Linked DNA regions of Mus musculus: region 2 is linked to region 1. A link is a contact called in public HiChIP or PLAC-seq data. All regions are on one chromosome and are shown on one strand. Each heading gives the region's core, a stretch centred on a gene start, on an enhancer-like site or on the middle of the called end of the contact. The rest is flanking DNA. Distances are from core to core; before and after follow the strand shown. Region 1 overlaps Pde4b (phosphodiesterase 4B, cAMP specific). Region 2 has its middle 25 kb from the start of Gm24869.

What was found. HiChIP or PLAC-seq counts read pairs in DNA pulled down with a chosen protein or histone mark.
Region 2: a BATF HiChIP or PLAC-seq map of CD8 T cells shows a contact between it and region 1, with 16 read pairs. The contact joins two enhancer-like sites. A contact is called at or near these places in 1 of 15 datasets of contacts at CTCF or cohesin (CD8 T cells), 7 of 484 Hi-C or Micro-C datasets (B cells, Th1 cells, embryonic stem cells and 3 more) and 6 of 115 datasets of contacts at active chromatin or transcription factors (CD8 T cells, DN3 thymocytes, T-cell acute lymphoblastic leukemia and 2 more).

The regions. Positions count from the first base shown.
Region 1 is chr4:102,508,940-102,515,339 of GRCm38.p6, reverse strand. The region is part of intron 5 of Pde4b (phosphodiesterase 4B, cAMP specific); the gene reads right to left. Gm52668 (a long non-coding RNA gene) reads left to right here. Exons shown (of 3, transcript XR_003955083.1): 1 at 1-620; 2 at 1,907-1,977; 3 at 5,013-6,400. Among named protein-coding and RNA genes, the nearest start is that of Gm52668, 3.4 kb to the left of the region's middle. Within about 2 kb of position 3,514, at least 242 of the 459 cell types and tissues checked have an H3K27ac peak or open chromatin away from gene starts, as enhancers often do. A contact at or near this core is called in CD8 T cells, DN3 thymocytes, Th1 cells and 1 more, where this site is marked.
Region 2 is chr4:102,709,030-102,715,429 of GRCm38.p6, reverse strand. No RefSeq gene overlaps it. Among named protein-coding and RNA genes, the nearest start is that of Gm24869, 25 kb to the left of the region's middle. Within about 2 kb of position 3,484, at least 21 of the 459 cell types and tissues checked have an H3K27ac peak or open chromatin away from gene starts, as enhancers often do. A contact at or near this core is called in CD8 T cells, DN3 thymocytes, Th1 cells and 1 more, where this site is marked.

The DNA of each region.
Region 1 (6,400 bases), core at 2,265-4,764:
GGTTAAGTGAGTCAGATGTCCACCATGGCCTCAGCTCACTTCATTGACACAGTGAAGAAAGGGGTGAGAAATGTACACAGACGTCTGAGTGCTACCCTTGGTCCTTGAAAACAGCTCTGGACAAGAGGAAGTCAAGACAATAAGCTAAGACCCAGTGAGTTCTATTGCCTGTTCTCTATTTCAAGGGGACAGTCCCTGCTTTGTTTCTCTTCTCTCCAGTGAAACACTTCCCTGAAATTCTCCTGGCTTCTGAGAACTGATCTAGAATCAGCCCACAGTGATCAGAAGCGAGCAGAACCCATCTTGTCCCTTGGATCATTCTGTCTTGAGGATGTGGGAGTAAAAAGGGACACTAAGAAGGGTCCCTTCCTTCCTCTACGGAGTTCTCCTAGCAACTTTTCATTTCCATCTTCCTGCAGGCTAAGATCTACTTACCCATGTGGAGAGGAGAAGGGAGGGAGGGTGTGCATGAGGGAGCTTTCCCTGTCCCAGAAGCAAGTGCTTCCCTGTGGTGTTCTGCTGGTAGGATTTTTACCTGTCTCCCAAGGGAAGCTCTGAGCTGGCCTCAATTTCTACTCCCTGCTGAGCTGCCTGCGCTGGAAAATCCTGTGCCTAGAAAGGTGTGTATCAACCCTGATGGGTGGACTTAAACAGTTGCAGTGAGTTGTGTGGCTGTACTCAGTCAGGCTATCTTACCAAGCGAGGTCCTCACAGGTTTATGCAAAAAATGCTCAGATAGCTGCGGTCTGGCTTGTCAGAGCCATTTGCTGTTCTTGGCAGTTTGTTTTCAAGGGTAATAACCTGACATATGCATTACTAGCTCATTCTCCCTCTTACTGTCTCACTAATATGTCACAGAGAATCTGTCTTCAACTCAGAGTCAATTTCTACAAAACCGGATTTTGATTTTTTTTTTTTAAATGGGAAGAGGAGGAAAATGTTTTAAACTAAGAAAGCATTCCTTCAGGTCTTACAACATCCCCCATTATCTTCAGGAGACATATCTCAAGACCGCAGGACATGCCAAGAATCGCACGAAGTCCCAAATGGACCCCACATGTGTTGTCTGTTCCTATGATCATATACCTGTGATGAAATTTTACTTAAGAGTTAGGCTCAGTCATAGATCAGCAACAGTAAACAATAAAATATAAGAGGTTCTGTTCTAAGTGAGGCTGGGGTTACTTGAAGACAGGCACTGTGATAGCACAGCATCCAATCTCACAACCCAGAGGGTGACTAAGGAACGTAGGGGCAGTTAGTTCATAAGGCATGGATCTGCAGAGTGAGCCGACTCACCCCAGCCAGAGGGATCGGGATGCAATGTCATCAAGACACTCAAAGGCCATGTGACTGTAAGCTTATGAATTTCCCTCTCTGTGGGATTTTCACTTTATTACTTTTGGACCAGGTTGACTAAAGATAATTGAAATCTTTAAAAAACTGAAACTGAAGATAAGGGGCACGGGGAAGGGGTATATCATATTACCATGGAGGAGAAGTCAACCTGAAAGTTCCATGGTGCTTTCTGTTCTGGTTCCCTGCTGATACCAGAAGTCCTGGATTCTTAGCTCTCCCATTCTGACCATCTGCAACGCACTAGGCCACACGAGGCACGCTGAGGTCATGTGATGCATGCTCTAGAAAGCCAATTGCAGTTTTCTCATTGTTTTGCCTGTGTCAAGTCACTTAATCCATATAAGTAGCTTATAGGGCATGTGCACTCTTTGCATACTAATTAGCAAGTGAAGCAACTGAGACTAGGAGAGATTAAGTAATTTGTCCCAAGGTCACAAGGTAGTCAGAGCTAGAATTTGGAACGGGTAGTCTAGCTCAGTCATAACCAACATGGCCTTTCTTATTTACTCTGAGAATTTACTCTACAATAACAATAATATTTCTCCAGATAAGAAACCAAAGTTTTGGAGAATAATTTACTGGAGAGACTGATCCAGATTCCGAACTCAGTCCATCTTGGTAAGTTATTAAGTACCCATTCTGTAGCCCTGTGGTGGGTACTGAGAGAATGTTATCGTTTATTATGATAAGCTGCATGTATTTAGTCATTTTGCTTCTTTCTATTTCTTATAACTTTGTTACTTCATGCTGAAATGATAGCACAGGCTTCACTTCACGTGCTTTGAGCGTCACATGCCATCAAGGTTAGCCAGGGATTTCAGCACTGTGCGCATGTTCTGAGAGTCAGCAGAGATGTAGGCAAGCCTGAACAAAGCAAAGGAAGCAGCCGAGCTCCTCCGATGTTTCGGACTCAAGCTTGGGCAATCATTCACTGCTATTTGCTCATTCCATTAGTGTTTACTGGGCATCAGTTAGGTTTTACATTCTTAGTTGGAAGCCCAAAACTAGAGGATTTGTCTATGCATTTGAGATACTCATGCTTCGGTTAGGGAAGAAAACAAGATATTTCAAGTACTATTTTTGAGATTTTGAGACACTGATTAAAAGTTTCTGAGATAATAATTGAATAGGACATTATAGGGACATAATCTGAAGATGTCAGATAAGTAGTCTCAAATGATAAAAATGTACATTCCAGATGGAAATGGATAAATCATGTGGTATTTTCTAAATATATACTATATACCAGGCCTTTTATTGAAAATACATGTTTATTTTAATCGTCACTCAAGAATTGAAGAAGCAAAAAAAACATATACAGCCCTGGGAAAAGAGTCAGTGTGGAAAGATAGGAGGCAGGAGGCTGGCATATTTATCTCACACAACCATGAATTGAGCAATGTAGGGGTAAGGCAATAAGGGAGACAAGGACACATGCACTCACGCACACATGCATGCACGCACGCATGCATGCATGCACGCACGAATGCACATACACTCCCACACATGCACACTCACACACACCACCCAAAATCAAAACAAGACAATAACAAAACAATCAATAATGGGGCTTAGAAGAAGCATGCTAGATCAGAAAGAAGGTTGGGTCAGAACGTGCAAACACTGTGGACAACAAACCACGTTGGAAGATGACCATAATGTTTTGGGTACAGGAAAACAAAGTCCTTTATGCCGGGAGAGAAGAAAAGACTAGAAAGAAGTGGTTAAAGGAGCTGGCTGTCCTGGCAATGAGAGAGAAATGGATGAAGACGGTGCAGTTTTGGTTCTCCCAAGCCAGGAACTGCAGAACAAGGGAACAGAGCAGGGAGGACATGGAACCTGGGTCTCCACGTAACTCAAGAAGGGTTACCAAAAGTTTCAAGTGTCTAGCATTTCTATACACCCCAGTGATAAATAAAGGAAGGGAACCATCCATGGACTGGAGGGGCAAGGACTGTAGTAAGAAGTAAGTTTTATAGCCTGCATGGTAGATGAAGGGAGCCAGATCTGAAGAGATGATGAAGGTAGCTTTCTGGCTCTGAGCCTCAGTGGTAGAAAAGTCCAGGTGTGGAGCGAGTCCTTGGCAGACATTCCAGCTGCAGCTCAGGTAAACAGAGCCTGCAGGCATTCCCAGGAAGAGGCAGCTGTGTCCCGAAGGGCTTTTCTCCGACAGGCCTGGAAGCTGCTACGTGATCGGGCTTGAGGCGGGCAGCAGCTGGGGTTTGGGAGGACACAGGCACGTGGATAGCCTCCTGTGGGTACACTGCTGCAGATGAGACAGCCCTGAGAACCAGTTTGTCTTCCTGGCTTCCTCCTCCACCCTTCGCTACAGAGGCTCAGTGCCACAGCCCGAAACAGCTGCAGAAAGATTGATTCAGAGATGAGGGCTACAGCTTTGAGCCGTGCAGAGGCAGCAGAAAAGGCAATCTGTGTGCCTCTTTGAAGGACGCTGTTTGTTTAAGGATCCAAACGTCAAACAACTTCAGTAGCAGACAACAGTGATTTGGCTAGAACAATGTATGCCCCTGAATTAACATCAAGATGGGCTGAACAGAGCAAACTAGAGACTCCTTTTTTTCAAAGTTCAGTATCTTCCTCTATGGTCTCAATTACAGGAGATCCATTTGTGCACAAAACATTTAGGCAATAATATCTGGGTGTCTTTTGGAGTCTACTGTAACCAAAGAGAAAGAAAGGCCGGAACAAAATGCAAAGGGCAAAAAGAAACTGTTTGGAGACAGTCGGCTACAGTGTAAACTTTTCGTTCTCTCTCATAGCAAAACCTGATGGCTGTCTTTGAAAAAAAAAAAAAAAAGTGTCTGTATCTAGGTCCCTGGCAGTGATTTGCCTCTGGGAGGGCCAGCAATCTATTTAATGACTCCATTGACGTCAATGGCATAACTGAAATACTTACTAACATGCATGATTCCAGCTTTCAGGGGGAGGGGGTGGACAGTGTCTCTCAGCAGCGCGAAAACACGATGTGGAGTCTGTGAGGAACGGACTTGGCTCTTTCTGCAAATGCTAAGGGACTAGATGCTGCTGGTCCCCCAGGTCCTGATTAATATGAGGAAAAAAAACTTTTCCTGCTAAATGAAGAAATTAATTCTGAACAAGGGAACGTGGCCACTAATAAGCAAGACCTTATTTTTAGCTGTGTTTGCTCAAGGGAACAGTTTTTACCATTCTCACTTTAGCTGCCTTACTAATGATTTTGCAGTTAGCCATCCTTAAATTTAGACATATATGAAATCATTGCAAATCATTGCAGGCAGTTCAGCGTCCATGTTCTGGGGTAAATGTTTATAGGATGGCTATTTTAGACAAAACAGGCTCTTTCAAACCATTTGGGGCACTATCTTGAGAATTTCCCAGCTTTTCTGGTATAGTTCTATTTTATGACTTCTATTTGTATATAAAGGCTCTTTATATATGGGTGTAACTGAGCCGATTGTCCCAGAATTCCAGGTTACACACATCATACCGAACACTGAAGAAAATGTCTGCTATTTTTATTTTTCCCCTTTTCTTTTTTGTAATTTCCTTCGGGACCTCCTTTGTCCTGAGTGGCCAGGGTCTTTGATAAGATGGTTGATCTTATTTCTGTTTGCCCGTGTGTTGTAATCCTGCCTGACTGTTCTTGCTTAATGCAGAAACGAAGTAAAGGTTCAGCTTGTGCTGGCCTCCCTCTCCAGTCATCTGCCACGGATCAGTTTTCAAGCCTGAGCCATGGTCCTCAGAGAGACCTCTGCCCATATACAGCCGTCCCGCTCACATCCCAGGCCTGGCAGTTCTAGCAAAGCCTTGACTTTTCTGAGCTGTTCAGGGTCAGAGACCATGTACTGAGCCCCTGTTCTATTTCTTGAGCAAAATGTGCATCTGGCACATCTACTTGAATCTCAGAAATAGTCAAAGCTAAGTGAAGATGAGTGAGGAGTCATGTGGAGAAACAGGCTTCCTGAAAGGAGGTCTCTTCTACTCTTCATCAGTTGTATCATCATTCCTTCCAGAGTGGCCCTGAAGTGATGCTAGAAGACATGGCCTCCCTGGAGCTTGGGAAAAACCTTAATTAAGGCTGCTGTTGAGATAGGTCAGCACATTTTGTGCTTTACTGGAAGACTTCTGCTTCCTCATCCTATTTCTCCAAATACATTCTTTCCTTGAAATATATTTTAATTGACTCATGTTGGAAATCACTACAGTTAATGCTACAGACACCCAAGCTGTAGTCTGCGGTAGTCTGGCTTGGAGATCTCCGGGCAGCTCTTCAGATATCTCATCGACATGGTTGGCTGCCATTTTGGATGATCCATGAACTTCTGGGTTACTTTAAAAACAGCTCTATTACAAGTGGTGATAGTCATGATTTGCACCAATGGCTCTTAGTAAATTTTAGATGAAATAGTATGATAGAATACCCTACTCCACACGTTATTCTGGCTGCCACAAAATTCTATACTTGATGTATATATTGTTGTAAATTAAGTCATTTATGAGACTCAGAGGTGAGAGTTTCTAAAAAAAAATATGTTTCTAATCTTTTTGTGTAGGAAAAAAAATTCCTTCTGCAAACGCAGTGATCACCTAGCGATTTATTTTCTTAGTAGGTTCTCTCATGACATAGTCAAAAAAAGCGTAAATGAGATATATGCCCGAGCACAGGAATAAGGGTATGGGGAAAGCCTGGCAGTGGTTACATAACCGCACATATGTATACAAGTTGATTTGTTTCAATTATTTGATTTGGTTTTTCCTTTGGGAAATCTTGAGTTTTCAGTCTTCCATGTTGAATATGTCCAGGTGAAAGAATTCAAGTTCCTGCCTTGTTTTAGACTTAATTTTCTTTTTATTATATTATTTTCCTTTCTTTTTCACTCCTACACAGAAAATAAAACCCCAAGACTTTACTAATTCAAAAGAAAGTGATGCTGGTCTCCAAGTGGAGCGGCTCATAACCTAGGATTTTTACTGCCCTCACGAGGCTTCACTGTGACCTCCCAAATCTTCGCACTCAGGCTTTGGAGCTGCTCTCTGCCCATTT
Region 2 (6,400 bases), core at 2,235-4,734, 200 kb before region 1:
TAGCTGGGAGCTTATATCTTGTGACAACCACTATGAGGCAGAGAGGAAGAAATAACTAGGGATAACATGGGCTTTTGAAGCCTCAAAGCCTGCTCTCTCCTAGTCTTTCCTCAATATTTCCTCAATATTTCTACAACTTGGGACTGAGAATTCAAACCACTGAGGCTGTGGGGGTCAACCCCATTTAGACCACCACGATGTTCTAAGATGTTCCTGTAAATAATTCAATGGAAGTGGAAGCAATCCTGCTGCACAGTAGCCCCGTAGACCTTGTGTCTCTGAGATATTTGCCTAGAGAAATTGTGGTCCGTTATCAAACTGTTTAGCGACTGTGATGGCTAATATTGATTACTAACTTGAAATGACCTAGAGGAGAAACCACTGGGCAAGTCTGTAAGAAATTTTCTAGGTTTAGCTATTTGAGATAAGAAGACCCATCTTAATGTGGATGTTATGCTGAGGACCAGCCCCGGCTGTTCTTCTTTCTTGTATGGTTCCTCTTGAGGCAGCGGAGGGGAAGAACATTGATGGAGCTAAGACTTGGTCTTACAAGATATTAAGGGTTGCTGTTTAATAATAAAATTGTTGCAGGTAGTTTTGAAAAGCACACTTGGTCCTTGCCTGGTCTCCTTGTCCAGTGCTGTGGCCCCTCATGACTTATCTCGAAGATAACGCCCCCACTGGCTCCACTTCCATCGCACCTGTTTCTCCTGCTGACTCTGCTAAGTCACCCAAGAAATCAATGGGAGAAGAGATCCTTGGTCCTATGAAGGCTCGATAGACGCCCCAGTGTAGGGAAATCGAGGGCTGGTGGGGAGGCGGGAGTGGATGGGTGGAGGAACACCCTCATAGAAGCATGGGGAGGAGGAATGGGATAGGGTGTTTCTGGGAGGTGGGAAACCGGGAAAAGCGATAACATTTGAAATGTAAATAAAGAAAAAAATGTATAGAAAGAAAGAAAGAAAGAAAGAAAGAAAGAAAGAAAGAAAGAAAGAAAGAAAGAAAGAACTGTCCCTCCTGAGATACCACTCCCGCTCCACAAACCGACTGCTCTGGCGGCCCATTTTCTCCTGTCCACCTGACTCGCCTTGATGGAAAACGCCAGACATCCTTAATATTTTAAAACCAGCCGAATAACACAACTGTTGGGTGAACAATTTCTTGCCCCATCCTCCTCAGCCTTGGCAGCGGCCTGCAGAGGCTACAAACTATTGGTCCCTGAGAGATGTCTGTTACTTCTTATCTGCTCCAAATCCCAATCATCTCTCGTTCCCATCTCTTCCTCCTGGGACCCGGAAATCTCACCTTATTCTTCGCCCAGTGATGAGCTTCTGCGGTCTTTATTGGCCCAATTAAGAAACAATTAGGGAACCAGATTTTATTTATTAGCTCCTCCCCCTACATCTCACCTTTTCTGTACAATAAAAAAATTTAAAAACCTCTTCTCCCAGATATAAATTGAAAAAAAAATCATGACAAGTAAATTACATGGTATGAGGTATAAATGACATCCAGTTCATCAGCTTGTCAATTTAGATTGAGTACTCTACCGTCTCTCCTAACTTAAAAGGCTTTTACCATTCTACTCCTGAGCTGTGTCCTGGTTTTAGATTGTATACCATCTGAAAAAACATCCTCTCAAATCTATATCATCTCTCTTAATGCTAAACAGCTTGGGTTGGGTATGAGACTACAACCAGTCTTCAACCCCACCAGAAATCTGAGAATGACTTAAAATTACCTGAAAATATAGGAAGCACTAAACATATCTTCCAAAACTAAGGCAATGTTGTGACAGCTGACTATCTGCACAGTGCCCCAATCGTTTAGAATCCAAGGGCATCCATCTCCGGCCTTCTGGCCAAGGATCACCAATCTGACAGACTTATGCAGAAAATGTAAGGGCCACTGTCCCTGTCTCAATAAAGCCAGTAGTTGACTATTCTGCAACATGTGTCCTTCTCTAGACAGAATTGTCTGTAGATGAAATGGGCGACTTCTGCTACACTATCTATACTGGATCCTCACAGGAACTCCTCTCTGATATTCTCTTTTTGCCCTGTGTGATGGAAATCCTGCAGCTTTGGATCTGCAGGACTGTCCATCATGTGTTTCAGCTGATCATAGGTGAGGTAGATGTTGGGGTGGACCAACTCAAAGCCTTGGATCTGGGCCTGAGAGGTATCTGAATTGGTCAGCCTACCAACTCTCCTGTGCGCAAATCACCAGGGTGGGCTCTTGAGCACTGCTCCAGCTGGCTCACCCAATGCCATGTCAGTTCTCCTGCTCTCATGCCCTTGGAGCTGGCTCTCCCCTCCGCTGCCATCAGGGTTAGTTTTACTGTGCTGCTAGGTGAAGGATAGGGCTAGCCAGCTCTCCCTAGCATGGTAGCTGATTAGGGGCAGGGGCAGCTCAACACAGTGCCTCAAGTGACAGTCCAGACCAGGGATATATGCATGGTCTTGGGTGGCAACGTGGACCTTGGGCATCAACACAGACCTTGGCTCCCAAAGTAGCATGGACTCAGAAAACATGGACCCAGATGTCCCCATGGCCTTGGGCCTGCAGCCAGGCCACTTAGATCAGCATGGACCTTGGGGGCAGCATAGCCCTCTGATATCCACATGGTCTCCAGCATACACCCAGATTATGGAATCCTCTTGGCTGTTGGTGGAAACTTGGGCCACAGACTTCGGCACAGTCCACAGCTGAAGCAAGACCATGGACCCAGCCATGACCCTTGGCAGCATCTAGGGTCAGGAATTCACCATGATCTCCTCGTATCTGCATGTTCCTTACTACCACTGAGTCTCCAGTTCCACCTTTGCCACAGTATACTCATTCCTTTGCTTCACATTTCTCTTCAGTCTTTCCACCACATAGTCCATCCTCCATCTTTCCCATCTCTCCATCACACATTCGTGCAGTAGTGGTGCAGGAGGCAGGTGCTCAGGTTTCTCCCTTCCAATTTGGTGGCCTGGGCAGGTACATCAATCTTGTGTATATGTGTGTGTGTGTGTGTGTGTGTGTGTGTGTGTGTGTGTGTGTGTGTGTGTGTGTAGACAAATGAAATCACTGCAATTACTTTGAGCACATGTGATTGGGAATGAGAGCCAACAGGATATCTGGAATTCAGTTCTTTTACAGTTGTTCTCGACTGAATTCTCCTCAGAATACTTTTGTTCTGTATACAGAGGGGTGTGCACATACTCTCAATATTGTAGCTACATGTAATGAGGAATCACTGAGAACCTTAAGAAGGTAATTGCTTGTTCACATCAGAATTTGGGGGAAGATATTTAGCTGAAGAAGAGAAAACTCTACAGACAGGACATAAACTGGAGGAATTGGCACCAGAGGCTAAAGCAATACATCAAAATCAGTATAAACCACAGAAGGAAACGAGGTGGGGAAGAGATGCTCAAAGGCTGTAGAGATGGAACCACAGATTACCACTGATCTCCTCCGTGTTTCACTAGAACCTGCATGAAAAGAACCACAAAGAGTGATGGGTGAAAGACACAGTCATATGTTGCTTGGTAATCGGGATACCTTCTGAGAAGTGTGTCCATAAGTGACTTTGTTGTGAGAACATCATAGCGATTGCTTACATAAATTAAGATGGTGGGTGATAAAATATCTTTGAATGCTGGCATTGACCTCAATTTCACAGTGTAAAACTACATACATTATATGTGAAATTACATTGAGGGTTTTTTTTTTAAATATCTGTAGTGATCTCCACTCAAAAGGAAACTGTCAAGAAATTATGAATCATTTGTTAGAGTTGAGTATGTTTTGGAAAGAGGCATAATAAATCAACATCTGTGAACAAACTATTTTGGTAAACTGGGTTGTGTCAAATACTGAGAATGAATTCTATGTAAACACCATGTCCTTTCGAAGTTATGTCTATGTGGTTTCTGGAACCTCAAGAGGAATCAGCCTCTGACTATTCTCCTTTTTGTATTGACTTGTTTACAGTTTGTTTCTTCTGTCCTAGACCTGGATGTTGATTGCATCTTCTTTCTTAGAGTTGTAAGTTGGCGTTTATTATGGAATTTAGCATTTAGCTTCACCTTTATTTATTGCTGGTAGCTCTTACAGATTTTAAGGTAGACTTTTTCAAAGATGGAACTTGAGTGTCAGGACACTTGAGTTTGGAGACTGTGGAGTATTCATAGCCTCATTATTGAACATGTCTCTGAGTGTCCAATGCAGGACCACTCACTCAAAGTGTCCCTGTAGATTCTAGTATCTCTTGGTATTTTCCGTGTCATGATGATCCTCTAGAGAAGATGTCTTCTTTCTCTAATTTCTTTATTAAATAATAGAGGCCCTGTTACTATGCAAAGTACAGTTTATATAAATTACTCATCCTGTCACACCAGGAGTCTTACAAGGCCAAGAAAACAAAACAGAGAAGCACTAAGTCTCTGCTCCAAACAGTTCTGTCTTGGTGTTTTTCTTAATTCTTAGTAATAGGCAAATCCCTGATATTTTCAGGTAATCGAGGTCATGGAGACTCACTTAAGCATTTTTAATTTTCAAATGTAGAGTTGCGTGAATGCCACCAAAATCACATAAAGGGAATGAATGACTCGCTTCCACTATTAACGGATAACCCAAGCTACAGAATTGCTTTCAGTAGCAGGGAAGGATGCTTGGCAAGAAGAGTAACCTTTAAAGAGTAACAATTGGGTGAAGCTAAGACCTTTCTGCTCTACATAATGACGCTATAATAGCTCTACAATCTCCTAGTCTAGGGACACACTGCTTGCATAGATACAAAATCCAATAAAGGCCTGCAGCAAGAGTGTGGCCCTGTGCCTTGAGGAAGGTTACAAAAGATGGTGGCAACTTGATGGACTAGGTGTGGTCAGCTGAATATTGGATGCACAGTTGGGAAGAGACGTAAACATTGCCAGCCTCCTGGGCTGTGAGGCCAAAGTCCTTCTCTTCCACACATTGCTTTGATTGACACATTTATTTCTTTTTTCTGTCCTGGGTACATCCCAGGCACCTAAATCTGGTGAAGCCATGTGGGTAGGTTTAGTGAGTGGTTTGGAAGCAGAATAGTGGATACTTCTGGCCAACAGAACTTAGGGTAGGTGTGACTTCTACAGGATCTTAGAGTTTGGTAGCTGTCTGTTGGGAGTGTAGCTGTGAAGAGGCAGGAGCCTGGATCCCTATTTGGTACGTGTCTATAGGTTGCTATAATAAATGAATAGACTGAGTGGCTCATAGCAGACATATTTGTGTTTCATAGATCTAAGGTCCAAAGTTCAAGACTAAAGTAACACTGGAGCCGAGTACTGATGAAGACCCCTTCAAGGTCACAGACTGTTCAACTTCTTATATTTTCACATGCCCTCTTTTAAATCTCATTCAGGTGGGCGTTGCCGTCATCTCCTGATTACCTGACAATCCTACTTCTCAATACCTGTGTTGGACAGTAGGCTCTCAATGTAGGAATTCGGGGTAAACATTCAGTCCATAGTAGAAAGTGGATAGTCTTGAACAGCTGCCCATCTTAAAGTAGATTTAATGATTAAGAAATAAACTTTTATCTGCAAAACCACCAAGATTTTAGGACTATTCATTGCCAACATATAGCAATTCCAATTCTTATACTGGATGGTTCTGTTCATCCATTTCATTTTGTGCATAGCTTGTGGCCACAATAAACTTCTTTTCTCTGGACTCATCAGGGAAGGAGGAGTCACACCCTAGTGAAATTTCAATTTCCCCATTTGACAAGCACCCGCTCTTATCCTATGGTAGCACTTTGGAAGCCCCTAAGAAATTTTTGCTCAGTCTTGGAAATGCACAATACTGTGATTACTTCAGTTTGCAAACATTCTCCATTCAGCATACGGATTTCCTGTCCTATTATAGCCAAGATTTTGAACTCCAATCTCATTTCCACTTCTAGCTTCACATGCTCCATGCTGAGGGCAGTGTTGGGAAAGATACACGGACTCTGCTTTCCTAGTGTTCACCCCTCTCTGCTCAATCACTTTACATACTCTACCCCTAGTGTACATGAAGGCATCATAGGGATGCAATAAAGGGTATGGCAGTGTTTTCAGGTTTTTTAATTTATTTTTATTTTTATTTTTATTTTTTTGTTTTTGTTTTTCGTCTGTGTTGCTGTGTGCCTTTCATGCCCAGCCAGTGATGAAATTGGCAGTCCTGGATGAGCCTGAGACATAATCAGAGTTAACTCTCTCTTGGCTTGGCATGCTTTTGTATGTTCTCTGAGGGTACTTACTAATTTTTACTTGCTTCCATTTCTGTTGACCAGTACAGATGCATATTTTTCATTGTGGTAAGATTTATTACCGTTTTTTAAAAAAAAGCTTTGGATAGTCTCTTGTTTCTCTAGGTGGTTCTATCA